Regions from separate parts of the Cricetulus griseus genome. Here region 1 is linked to region 2. The links are chromatin contacts, called in public Hi-C maps. All regions are on one chromosome and are shown on one strand. Each heading gives the region's core, a stretch centred on a gene start, on an enhancer-like site or on the middle of the called end of the contact. The rest is flanking DNA. Distances are from core to core; before and after follow the strand shown.

Region 1 (6,139 bases), core at 1,447-3,946, 160 kb before region 2:
AGATCTGTTCAACAATTATTGTATGGGATCTCTTTTCTTCAGAGCTGTGGAGATGTAGACCAGAGCTGCACTGACCATAAACACAGTGACCATGGGCAGATGAAACCCATATGGAAAAAGCCACATGGCAATATGATGAATCTCAGTTCCCAACACAATTCATATGCTGAAACCTTAATTCCAGAGTGACAGGATGACCTGTGTTGTGGCCTTTGGGGAGTGGATCAGACAAAGTTGTGGCTCTCCTGAATGCAATTAATATTTTATGAAATGAGTCATTCGATGATTCTGAGTGGTGGGGAGACTTAACACACCTACAAGGTGTCTTTCCTGTCACATGTGAAATTCCATCGGGAACTCACATCTGTGCTGTATACTGCCACACCCATGTTTATTTTGGAAAATTCCAACTTCTATTTCACCTGAATTCAAATGAGAAGGCTATCTTGAATGCTCAGGACTTCATGATGTGCCCTCACCTGTGCTAGCAAGCCCCCATCTTCAGGAAGGTTTCTATGTATTCACTATTTACATCTGTACCACAGTGACCTTAAGTTGCCCTGCCAAGAAGATGCAGTTACAATCCACTGCAAAGCCTACTAGCACTCTGTACACAGTAAATATTCAATATATCTTCTTGACATTCAAGCTGAAACTATTTTCCACCATGGGAAATATAATTACTCAAAAATATCTTCGTTCAGGAAAGTTGTTTCTACATACAGTTTTTAGTGAAGGGAAAAAAATTCCAAGTAGGAACTAAATCAATATGACAGACTCAGGTTACAAAGTCATTGAGTCAGCCATGGAGCATCATGATTGTCGCCGAATTTTCCTTCGTATCACCTGTCTCTTTGTGACTTATGTGGAGTTTCACTGTGCCATGTTATCATCTTGCTAGACAGTAGCTCATGAGGGCATGCCTCCTACATCTGGGTCTGGGTTAGACCAGGGCTGACTTTCTAAGGGACACTTCCACTGTGCCCACAATGCTGTGCTTACAGTGGCCTTGACCAAACTCTAGAAGGCGCTCCTGCCAACATCCATGTGGGCATAACCATTGGGTAAGCATGGGAGCACCAGTCTCAGTGGAACGATTTTGTGTCCTGGAGTGAGTGATGGTGAGTCCTGGAGCCAAAAACAAGGAAGGGTGACTGAAGAAGGATGGGTGAGCTGGAAAGGGCCCCTCAGTCTCCAGATCATCCCGGGTGCTTTCTTACAGCAAACCCTCTTTACCTGGTGTAAAAGAAGCCTACTTCTTACTTTCCATGTCCACCTTTATTTCAAGGAAGTTATGAAGATGCAAACGCTAGAGACACTCAGAAGTTCTGCTGGATTGTAAATGAGGGCAAGGAAAGCAAAGCAAGAGCAGGATAGAAGGCTGGGAAGCAAAAAGCTTAACCACCCATCCAGGAAACCCCACTGCTTCATGCAGCCTCTATTGTTACAAATGTTGAAGATTAACAAGAATTGAGATATGTAAACTAAGAGCCTCATAATATTTTATTATACCTGTCAATTATATCCATCACTAGCATGTAAGTACCAGTAAATTAAATTGAAGAAGCAAAGCCAACAGAAACTTTTCTTGAACTTGGCTCCAAAGGCAACTGAAATCTATGGAGTAAGTGTTATTGATTTTTTAAAAAAATGTACTGAAAAGAAACAATACTTCAGTTTGGACTCCATTTCAAAGCCTGATTTTGAAAAATGAAGACTTATTTAATGCTGATGTTAATGCTGATGTTTTTCAAATATACACTTCTGTATATATGTACTATGTGCATATATATGTGCTTGGTATGTGTGTGCACATGTGTATATGAGTGGTATGTATGTACATGTGTGAATATGCTTGTGTGGTATGTGTGTGTGTATATATGCTGTATATGTGGTATGTGTGTACATGCACACCTGTGGGGCTTATGTTGGTATGTGTGCATTTATATGTTTGCATGGTGTGTGTGTGTGTGTGTGTGTGTGTGTGTGTGTGTGTGTGTACGTGGTAAGATTTTATCTAGGTTAGCATTTCTCTTCAGCATATCCCTGGGTTCTCTGGAATCCACTCAGTAATAGAACATTTTTCAAACTACTAGTCCAGGAAGAGAATATTCTGTCCTGTGTCTATCTGTCTCCTTTAAATATGTGACAAGAGAAAGATAACTAAGCCTCAGCCCTCAAGTGCAGTTAGCATCTTGCAGAAACATCACTACACAAAAACCTTCCTATCTAAGGAAAGAAATGAGCTCTGCACAGAAGCCACAGAAGCCACAGAAGCCCCAGGACTACTGTGTGTAAAGCCCAAGCTTGGGCTGTTCAGGATGTGGGAAAACAAACAGCACACTGTTCTTCAGTTCCCTTAGACCGTAATATTAGTATCCTCTTTCCTCTACAGCTGAAAGCTAAAAAGGGCTAAATCTTATATAATCATGCTATTTAATAAAGGACTGTCATACATTTCTAATTAAGTGTCCCAAACTCCCAGCTTATTTTATAGTGTGAAGAAAATAGGGTGAGAATACTAATGTCATTTGAAATTGTACGAGAGAGAGGGAGAGAGAGAGGGAGAGAGAGAGAGAGAGAGAGAGAGAGAGAGAGAGAGAGAGAGAGAGAGAGATTCTCCTTGGATCCAAAGAATAGGGACCAACTGGCTTCAGCAATAGTTGGACAGCTGAGTAACAAGTGACTCATCCCTCTGAGTTGTCTGTTTATAGCATCTCTCTAGCATAAACAGACTACTCCAGGGAAGCCAAGGTGTATGCAATGGCTACGATGAGAAATCCTTCAGTGTGAACGGATGACCAACAAACTGAACAAGCTGAACCATTGCAGCCTTCAGAGCAGGTTACAGCTTCAAAATTTGCTCCAGCAGCACATGCCTGAAGCATGAGAAATCACTGGTCACATGACATAGCCTTTGCAGAGACACAGTCTGTAATGGGGTGAGTGCATTCATTTACAGGCATATCCTAGAGCATATATTTAAACCCTTGATCCATCAATTCCCTTTCTTCCATGTAAAGCAGAGGAAAGAGATTTCAAAACCTACCTATTCATTTAAATAGGAGACACAACAACAGCAACAAACAAACAAAAAATGGTTCACTTCAGACCAATGTTTGAGAGCCCTAGACTTAAAGAGACAAAACACTTCAAATAGAAGCTAAAAGTTGTGTCTAAAAAAACTAAAATCAAGACAGAGTCTGAGAGTGAGGACAATACACACTACCTTGCTCTCAGAGTTCTCTGCAGATTTCTGTGAAATCACCTGGAATTTGATTCTAAGAATAGATTAATGGAGAAGCCCTTGGAAAACAGAGCAGACGCTAAGCAAGGCCCTTCCTTGTCCCCATTGCTGCCCACAGCAATGGATGCTAAGGGGATTCCCAGTCCCTTTCAAGCTGCACACACTCAAGAGCAGTGGGAATGGGTCAGGATTGTTGATTGGATTGAGTATTTTAGAAGGGCTTTCGAAACTGACATCATGGGAAACTGATAAATGCCCCAGAGTTCTGCCCCCATTGTCTTTTGCTTCTTCAGAGGGTGGTACAGGGCTTGTCATTCAGTAGGGGTAGGGAGGATTAACCAGTAAAAATAAAAATCAATAGAATGGAGTAAGAGAAAGAAAAAATGGCAAACATGGAGGAATGATGTCTGGGCATTGCTGTAACCGGATTTCTCTTGTGCTGAAGTTTCTATTTTAGGAAAAATTTGAGCTCGGGTACTGTTAACTAATATTGAATTTAAAATAATAGAAATGAATCTTACAACAACTAAAATTTAAAAATTTTAAGCAGAAAGCTTCACTATTTTATCCTATGTACTAATTGCATCTATCATTAGCATGCAATTAGTAGAAAATTAAAGTTAAGAGGAAGACTCTACAGAATGGTTCCCTGAACTCAGCTCCAAAGTGGAACTTATTTTGTTTCTAAAATTCTTCCAGTTTATCACCAACTAAAGTTAGATTACAAAACATCTTCTAATGGTTCGAGATTCCTTGTTGTTTTTTTAACAGATAGGAAATGTACTTAAATGTATTTTTATAGCAAGGTCAGAGCAGCCTCAAATCTTCACATTCTTCTAAATAAGGAATGCTGTGGCCCGAGATAAGAGGAGACAGTGGGGGGATTTTGAATTAAACAAGCCTGCATATTTGCTTAAGGGTATGGGAATAATGAATTCATTAGTTCTTATTCCATATCTTGTTTTCAAACACTGGATCTCTAAAATGCCACCCCCATTCAAGAAACACTGTTGCTTTCTTGTGTCTCTACTGCACTCTTCTCCTAGTTGAAACACGGAGAGCAAATGAGGACAAAGGAGGACATGGCTCAGAGACACCACAAAATAAAGTCTTAAATTTGAGGGAAATATTTAACAAGTATTACACCTAAGCACAAACTGTGCATTTTTAACTAGAGTAATTCAAAACAGGTAAGTGTCACTAATATTAACTTTCAGGAACTGACATTGCATGATCCACCCCATCCACTGCCTCTGCATGTCGGCCTCATTCCACATAATCTGCTCCTGCCTCCCTGACTCCAACCATCCTTTATCCCCCTCCATTTCTTACAAGAGCCACGCTCTTTCCAGAACACAGGACCATTGCACTAGTACACGTACTACAGGTAATATACGAACCATCTCCCTACTATATGAACATCTTCCCTAATATCTCAAACATACCACTATTACTATGATGGAGGTTTCAATGGCCTTTCCACTTTAGGGCCAGAGTGTCTACTCCAGGTCTGGTGTACCTATGCCATCAATACCCAAGCTCCTTGCTACTCAGAACGCCACATGACATCAGAGTTATAGCTGCCTCCTACGACCTCTCCAGCAGCTAGTGGAACACAGGGCTCACAGTGCACAATTGAAACAGTTATTCCATAGTGAATGGAGTCATTGTCTATAGCCCCATGTGAGACATTGGGGATTGCACAGCAGCAGTATCAAGCCCTCAAGTTTGAAACCACACATGAAGACCAAAGAGAAAATATTAGCAAGTTTTCATGGCTTTTCTCAGCTGAACAAAGTCCAACCAGGGGATTGTGGTGGTGTGTTGTCATATTTGGGGTTGTGTGAAAAGTTAAAACACATAGGGAAAAACCTGGGTGGAGCAAATATTATGAGAAAAGATACTGAGAAAGAAAAAAGCAAATATAACAATAATGGTAATTAATACTTTTTCAGAAAAAAATCCAAAGTGCAGAGACTAGGGCTGCCTTCACAGGACTAGTGAAGCTTCACCCTTGCCAGCAGACCACAGAGGGAAAGACCCACTGGGTACCTCTTTCTCTTGGTACTACCACAATGAAGGACCATGTTTACAACATCCAAAAAAGAAGACAACTCTCCAAACCAGCTGGGAATATAATAATAAGGTTTAAAATACAAGTTTTTGCATGGCTTTGGTTGAGAGTGGCAAGACAATAGACTGTTGATTAGCCTCATGGTGATGAAATCATCAGGGAAAGTCTTTAGCTACAAAAAGAAGATCTGCCCTGGACCTTTTACTCACATTTGGAAGATCTGAGTTTGGGTAGGAAGGTCTCTCAAAGTCCTATTGACCTGGGGTCTTAAAGTTCATCCCTAACCTTTTTCCTCTTAAGACCGCCTCAGGATGAATGGCCAACGAGTTTCCTGTGTGGGAATGCTGGCTTAGCAGTTATTTGTTTGCTGTTCTGCTTCATTTGGACAGTTAGCAGGAGTGCCTGAACAAAGACAGCAGACTCAAGACTCACGAACCTGCAAAACCAGGGATCTAGTTCTACAAGCAGACCCAGAATGCACTGGGAGAATATTTAGAATATACCAAATTAGTTCACCTTCCTGCATTGGTGAAAATGGCCTAGTGCAGCCTCAATAGTGGACATGTCCTAAAGTTGACCTGGAAAGAGATTCCAAATTGCCACATATGAGACCTGGCTCACAGCTAGGCTTCCAACCTAAGCTACTTCCACATACATATGCACACACCTACACACTACATTTCTATGCATTTGAATCTAATGTGTGTTATAGAGTTAAGTCACAAATCCCATACTAAGTGCCCAATGACTTCATCCAAGACATGTCTCTGAGCAGTTTGGTTTTTTTTTTTTTACATTTTTAATTAATTTCTTTTTTA
Region 2 (6,032 bases), core at 406-2,905:
CATGGGGCTGAAAATCATGCCAAAGTGTACAGAAAATTTATGTACATGAAAAAAGACATGATAGCCCTGACTTAAATGGAATGACAGTAAAACTTATTCTTTAGATGGCCTGTTCCATCAGAAATCCCACAAAGGTTAGGATAGGGTATTTTGTTAAGTTGGTTTAATGAACACTTTTGGGAAGAGCACAAGCAACTGTCAAAATTATACTGAAAAATCAACAGTCAGCTATGTGAATAATCCCAGTGTTTGTTCCAGAATCACTATCCAAGTACCTCAATTTGCCAATGTTGAGAAATGTCCTGGAAGAATGAGGCAAATTATTAAATATGGAGAGCCAAAAAGTAGAAGAGATGTAGTTAATACTTTTATTCAAAAACAGACACATTTAGAGTAAGTATTGATTAACAAAGGTGACCACTGGACCAGTGACTACTTAAAAGGTGACCAAAATGAACCAAAGGTTAAAATGAAAATGTTGTTCATTATAAATGTTTTTCATGCATTACTAATACTCATATTTCTAGTTCACTTTTCTGTCACTTTACCAAACAAAATAAGGTTTTCTAACATAACATAACCATTTCAACATTTTCTTTCTTCTTTTTTAAAGATGTGTTAAAGGGGGTAAAAATGGAAAAATTGGAGTGCTGTACTTCTGTTAAACAGCGCACCCTTGTGGTTTATGCTGCATCACAAGCAATAGCAGTTTTGGTCATACATATTTTTTTTCTTTCAGTTATGTTTGCATATTTCATTGCTATTACTTTCAATGACTAGAAACATAACATTTGTTAAAAATTCAACTAAATTGTTCAAGTAGATGTATATGTCATTACAATTTATATTTTTATTTAAAATTTAAAACAAAATAGCAACAAAATAAATAACATTCATTCACAAGCAGATATGTTCTGCTGAACTTCATGAATACTTGAATATAAACATCAACTCAAGAATTCATTATAATTTATATAAGAATCCTAGCAATAGGCACACACGAATCAAAACACACAAGACCGATTCAGAGAAAGTGATTTTTCTCTGTAGAGCATTCTTCATCAGGAACCAATTCTGTGGGGAAGGGTGATACAGAGGACAGAGGCAGCCATACTCCATTATGAAAGGATCAGAAGCGAGACTTCACATAAGCATAACCACTCAAATGTCCTGCCTAGAGTTCAAAGAATCCTGAAACTGATAAGGAATAGAGTTTCAAATGGAAAGTTATGATCAGTAAATAGATGAACCTGAGATCCCAAAAATGATGGCTGGTAACAGTTTCTGACTTGGGAAATGGTAAATAAGAAACACAAATGTGTCAGTCAGCCACAGAGAGCAATATGAAGACAAGTTAAGCATGTTCTGACTCTCTACTCTGGATTTTTCTAGAGATGATTTGAGCAGAGGGAGACACTATGAGAATACATGAAAGCCTGCTCTCTAGTAGATATGAAAACTATAAAACACACACCAAGATGAGTTTGGACTTTTGACTACAGAGTAAAAATGGGGCTGCATTTAGATGTGCTGATTTCCATACAGTGATGAGTCGTTATTCACGTGTTCAAATTTAACCACAAGAATATAAAGATTGGAATGACAAAGTCGGCATAGTAATTTCCTAGGAATGCTATAAAAACCCACAATGGCTTAAAACAGGAATCTAAAGGCCAGAAGTCTGAAACCAGAGCATGCAGAGAGCCATGCTCCCTGCCCTTTCCTGATGTCATCTCTGGTGACTTCCAGTGTTCCTTATGGCAGAACACCCAGCTTGGCCTGGGTGTGCACATGGCCTTTTCTTCTGTCTCCATGCTGTGTCAAATCATCTAAAATGGATCCTAGCCTTTGTATTTGGGCTCAACTTAAAATAAGATGGTGGTACCTCCAAACTGAAATCCATATGCACACCCTCTATTTCTAAGGCAAGTCATATTTATAAGCATTAGGGCTTAATGAAAAACAGTTAGAGGGACATATGTAGACAAGCAAAATGGAAGCAGGCTTCCAGAAAAGTGGAATTCTTATTCCCAGAAGGCACTGTGAGGAGAAACTGTAGGTAGGTTTCTAAACAAGAACAATGGGGACAAGGTGAGGAGCCAGGGGCCTAAAAAAAATTGATGCCAGGAGCCATTCAGTGGATTCCAAACCTTAGAAGTTGTACCCTGGTTACATTAGGACCTGAATACAACTCTGAGAGGAGCATTATTCAAACCACTACAGTTGAGTTCATCTCACAAATTCAACAACAACAACAACAAAATAAATACCTTTCTTCAAGAGTTGAGTAAGTGGACTTAAGACCTTAAGACCATAGATTCAGGTATGGCCAGTACAGAAAACAGGTAATGAATAAAGAAAGTAACAGTAGTACTTAAAAGCAGGATAGACAAGACACACACACACACACACACACACACACACACACACACACTCCTAAGTTATAAGGAGACTATGAAGATGAAAGAAGAGTTAAATGGAGGATGATTAGTCACATAAAAATCTATCCATGAGTCTAAGTGCTGAGAATGCCTAGTAAGGCATGAGTTCATGTGTGTACATGAACAGACACAAACAAACATAACCCCCAGCCTAATCATTAAGTATTTCGGTAATGAATAAACAAAAAATGGTTCTTCAGCTTCTCTAGGGAAAAACAAATAATTCTGGTTCCTGTTGAACAATACATCAAAGAACTATCCAGATGTCCAGATCAAACGATGAAATAATCAGAAAATTGCATAAAGATGTGTAATTTGCCAAAGGCAATATACAAAAAAAAATTTACTTAACACAGGGCACCAAGTGGTCACAGAGTGGAGGATGAGAATCAAAAGAACCAGCTTTCCATGAGGTTGCTGGTGACACAGCTCAGACATGTAAGAGGCAGACATTAGATGATCCAGACTCCCTGAGAATCAAAGCACACAAAGCTACTGGGATGGCTTGCACAAAGACAGCTGTAATAGATGTAACTTCTATACAAAGGCAAGAAGACTTTGGTAACTACATGAGCATATAATAGTTTATATTACTATAGTTCAGTTTTAAGGTAATTAAAATGGAAAGTAATCTTCCAAAGGTTCTTGTTCCTATTAAGTAGTAGAAAGGGGCTGTAACACAAAAAGAAGCCTTTAGGACCAGCCTTGTCCTGTCTTCCTTGTATAGTTGCCAGTCTGACCCTTGCTCAGGCCTAAGCATGCCTTATCCTTGACATTCTGGAATCCGAGTGGAGTTTTTCACCCAACTATTGTACTCCTTCCCACACACATTTATGACTAAACACAAAGATCTCCTTTTCTGAGAACCACTGTCCAACTACAGAACAGATACCCTGCAAGTTTTGTCAGCAAATGACTTGGGGGGAGCGGGAGTAACTACCCTTATGTTTTGTAAGATGAAAATTTTTATACCACAACATTAACGTAGATAAGAAAATACTTAGTTTCTAAAGAGTTCATTTCTCTGGTTGCTCACCACCCAAAAATGGGATAACATCCTTCAGCTTCAATACTGGAACACCACTTGGGGTGTAAGTAACTCAAAATACATTTTTACCATCAATGTCCCTTAAATTACTCCACCTGACTATGAACAATAAAGTAGATGGCGTTATGTTCTATTACATTTACCTAAATCTCACTTATGCTCCACCTGAATAAAGCAAGGGAAGTATAGATATTTTAAGACAAATGGATCTCACAGAAAAAGATATATTGAGGGAAACTTTAATGTTAAAGATCTTTATTTTAAATTGAGGTGGTCTGGTGAGATGGCTTAGCTGGTAAAGGGGCAGGGGCCTTCCACCAAGCCTGATGACCCAGGTTCGATCCCCGGAGCTGACATGCTGGAAGGATAGAATACACACACATTGTTCTCTCACTTCCACATGCCACATACAGCACACACCTGTACTAAAATGAGTATTTTTTTTTTTGTAAATTGATAAAGCTTTACGTAGAACATCCCCTCTGGATAGACAATATGAGTAAAACAGCAGCATATTCCAGTAAAGGGTTTGTTTTTAAAAAACAACACTGATAGATCAAGTAAACACCAGGATGTCCCCTGGAGAATCTCTGAAGATACCAACGGTTAGAAACCCAAGAATGGAACATAACAGATGCATGTGGTTATTCAGAAGGTATGTGTTGAAGATATGCGTTTAATTCCTGATACATGCAGACAGTATAGATACCCTGGCTTAGAGGAGGTAAAGCAAGAGGGAATTTATATGTCATGTATTAGCTTGAGGATGGAAGTGTTTTAAAACTGACATTCATTTAAGATATGGTAGAGTATCCATGACCTTTTTCTATCAACCTTGTCAGTAACTATTCCACTGAGTGCATATTAATAACTGTTTCTTTCTCAGTAGTCTATGTGGAAATGGACAACTTAAAGAGAGAAAAACAGACGCCTCCCTACATCAACCTGAAAACAAACAAACAAACAACCCCAAACCCAGTGCACCTTGTCATTGTCATCCACACTGGTGGATCTCACCACACACGAAGCTCGCCTCTCTTGGCCTTGCGCATCACCCTGGGATGTGGGCATGGGGGGCAGCGGGGCACGTCTCTTCTTGGGTGCATCTGAGGGTAGCGTGTTGGAAATGTAGGGTTTGGAAATGGTGTTGGACCTTGTAAAAGATGGGCGGTGCTTGCTCACTAGTGGGGTCGCAGGCGCGCTGGCAGTCTAACAGAGAATCAAAAAGCAAGGCCAGTTTATAATCCAAGCAGAAACCACTGTAAAAATACTCGTTAAGAATCTTAACATGCGGCATAAAAATGCTTACTTGCTCCCGCTTTTTCTTACTGCGTTGGAAAAAGCTGAAAATCCCTCTGTTTTCTTTCTCCTTCACGATGTCCGGGGTTTGTGACATTTGGCAGGATTCTGAAGAAGATGAAAAACAATTTCCTTTTTTGTTCATGGGTGTAACTCATTTCCAGTGTTTCTTTTCTAGCCTCTCCTTTAAAAGCTTTTCTGGTGATGAACGTTGCCAGTTACAGCTACTCAGCTAGGCAGCAAATACCTTATCCAATTCTCAAAGCAACAAGAGAATGTAGTTACCGCTTTAGACCAGAGGCAAATAAAGCTTAAAGAAGCTAAGACACACAGCCAAGGTCAAGAGGCAGAGCTAGACAGCAAACTCAACTCTTTATGCACTGTATCGTTACCAGCATTTCAGATGCAAAGTAAGAAGATTACAGCATAGTAAGTGACACATGATGCTTCTCTCACACAGCTTGTCCTTTTGTTTATTTCAGCTATAATTTTGTCAGAGCTAAACAACCATGAAGTGTTATTTCACTCTCAAAACATGAGCCATTATAATTACAGCTGTCACTCTATATGCAAGTACACTTCAATGGATACAAACAAACCCCACATGGAAAATGCTCCAAGAAAAATTAAACCTGCACTGAATACATACAGATTTTTTTTTCCTGGCCATCATTCCTGGTCGAAAACCTACCATAATGACCATTTACAACGTATTGGGTGTCAGAAATAGTCCTGAGATGACTTAATGTATATGAGGGGTGGTGAGTAGAGGCTAGATGCAAGCACTAGGCAATTCTTTATCAATGAATTGAGTTTCCACAGATTTGGATGCCCACAAGGGTTCAGAACCAATCTCCCCTAGGCACTGAGGGAAGAATGAACCAGATAATGTGTCACAAATGCTATTTGTTTAACCTAGTAGTTCTACTGGGGCCAAAATTACCAGGCCCTAAAAGGTTAACATTACAAAAACTGGACTTCAGTTAGAATGGTAATCATCAAACTTCAAGACTGTATCCATAATACTTCTCTAACCACCCCCAAAAAAGTCTGTTTCCTAATGTCAAATGACATCATCAATTACCTAAGGACCAAGCCAGCTGCTAGGCCACTGTGTCCCAGTATACTTCCAAAATGGTATCCCACTGGAAGGAACCATGGCTGCTTGGAATTAGTTGCTTTGCTGTTTGTATACAGCAATGAGCTACAACCAACTAGTGACAGCAGGGTGAATGTTACCAAAG

The links. A called contact is a pair of places that touch in the nucleus more often than the background predicts.
Region 1: a contact with region 2 is called in a Hi-C map of the CHO-K1 cell line, with 7 times the contacts expected there. The contact joins two enhancer-like sites. A contact is called at or near these places in 3 of 8 Hi-C or Micro-C datasets (the CHO-K1 cell line and fibroblasts).

The regions. Positions count from the first base shown.
Region 1 is chr6:110,111,383-110,117,521 of CriGri-PICRH-1.0, reverse strand. All of the region lies in intron 2 of Grb14 (growth factor receptor-bound protein 14), which reads right to left. Among named protein-coding and RNA genes, the nearest start is that of Grb14, 58 kb to the right of the region's middle. Within about 2 kb of position 2,696, at least 2 of the 6 cell types and tissues checked have open chromatin away from gene starts, as enhancers often do. A contact at or near this core is called in the CHO-K1 cell line and fibroblasts, where this site is marked.
Region 2 is chr6:109,952,329-109,958,360 of CriGri-PICRH-1.0, reverse strand. It overlaps Cobll1 (cordon-bleu protein-like 1), which reads right to left. Exons shown (of 17, transcript XM_027420295.2): 7 at 4,799-4,896; 8 at 4,474-4,698. Among named protein-coding and RNA genes, the nearest start is that of Grb14, 100 kb to the left of the region's middle. Within about 2 kb of position 1,655, at least 2 of the 6 cell types and tissues checked have open chromatin away from gene starts, as enhancers often do. A contact at or near this core is called in the CHO-K1 cell line and fibroblasts, where this site is marked.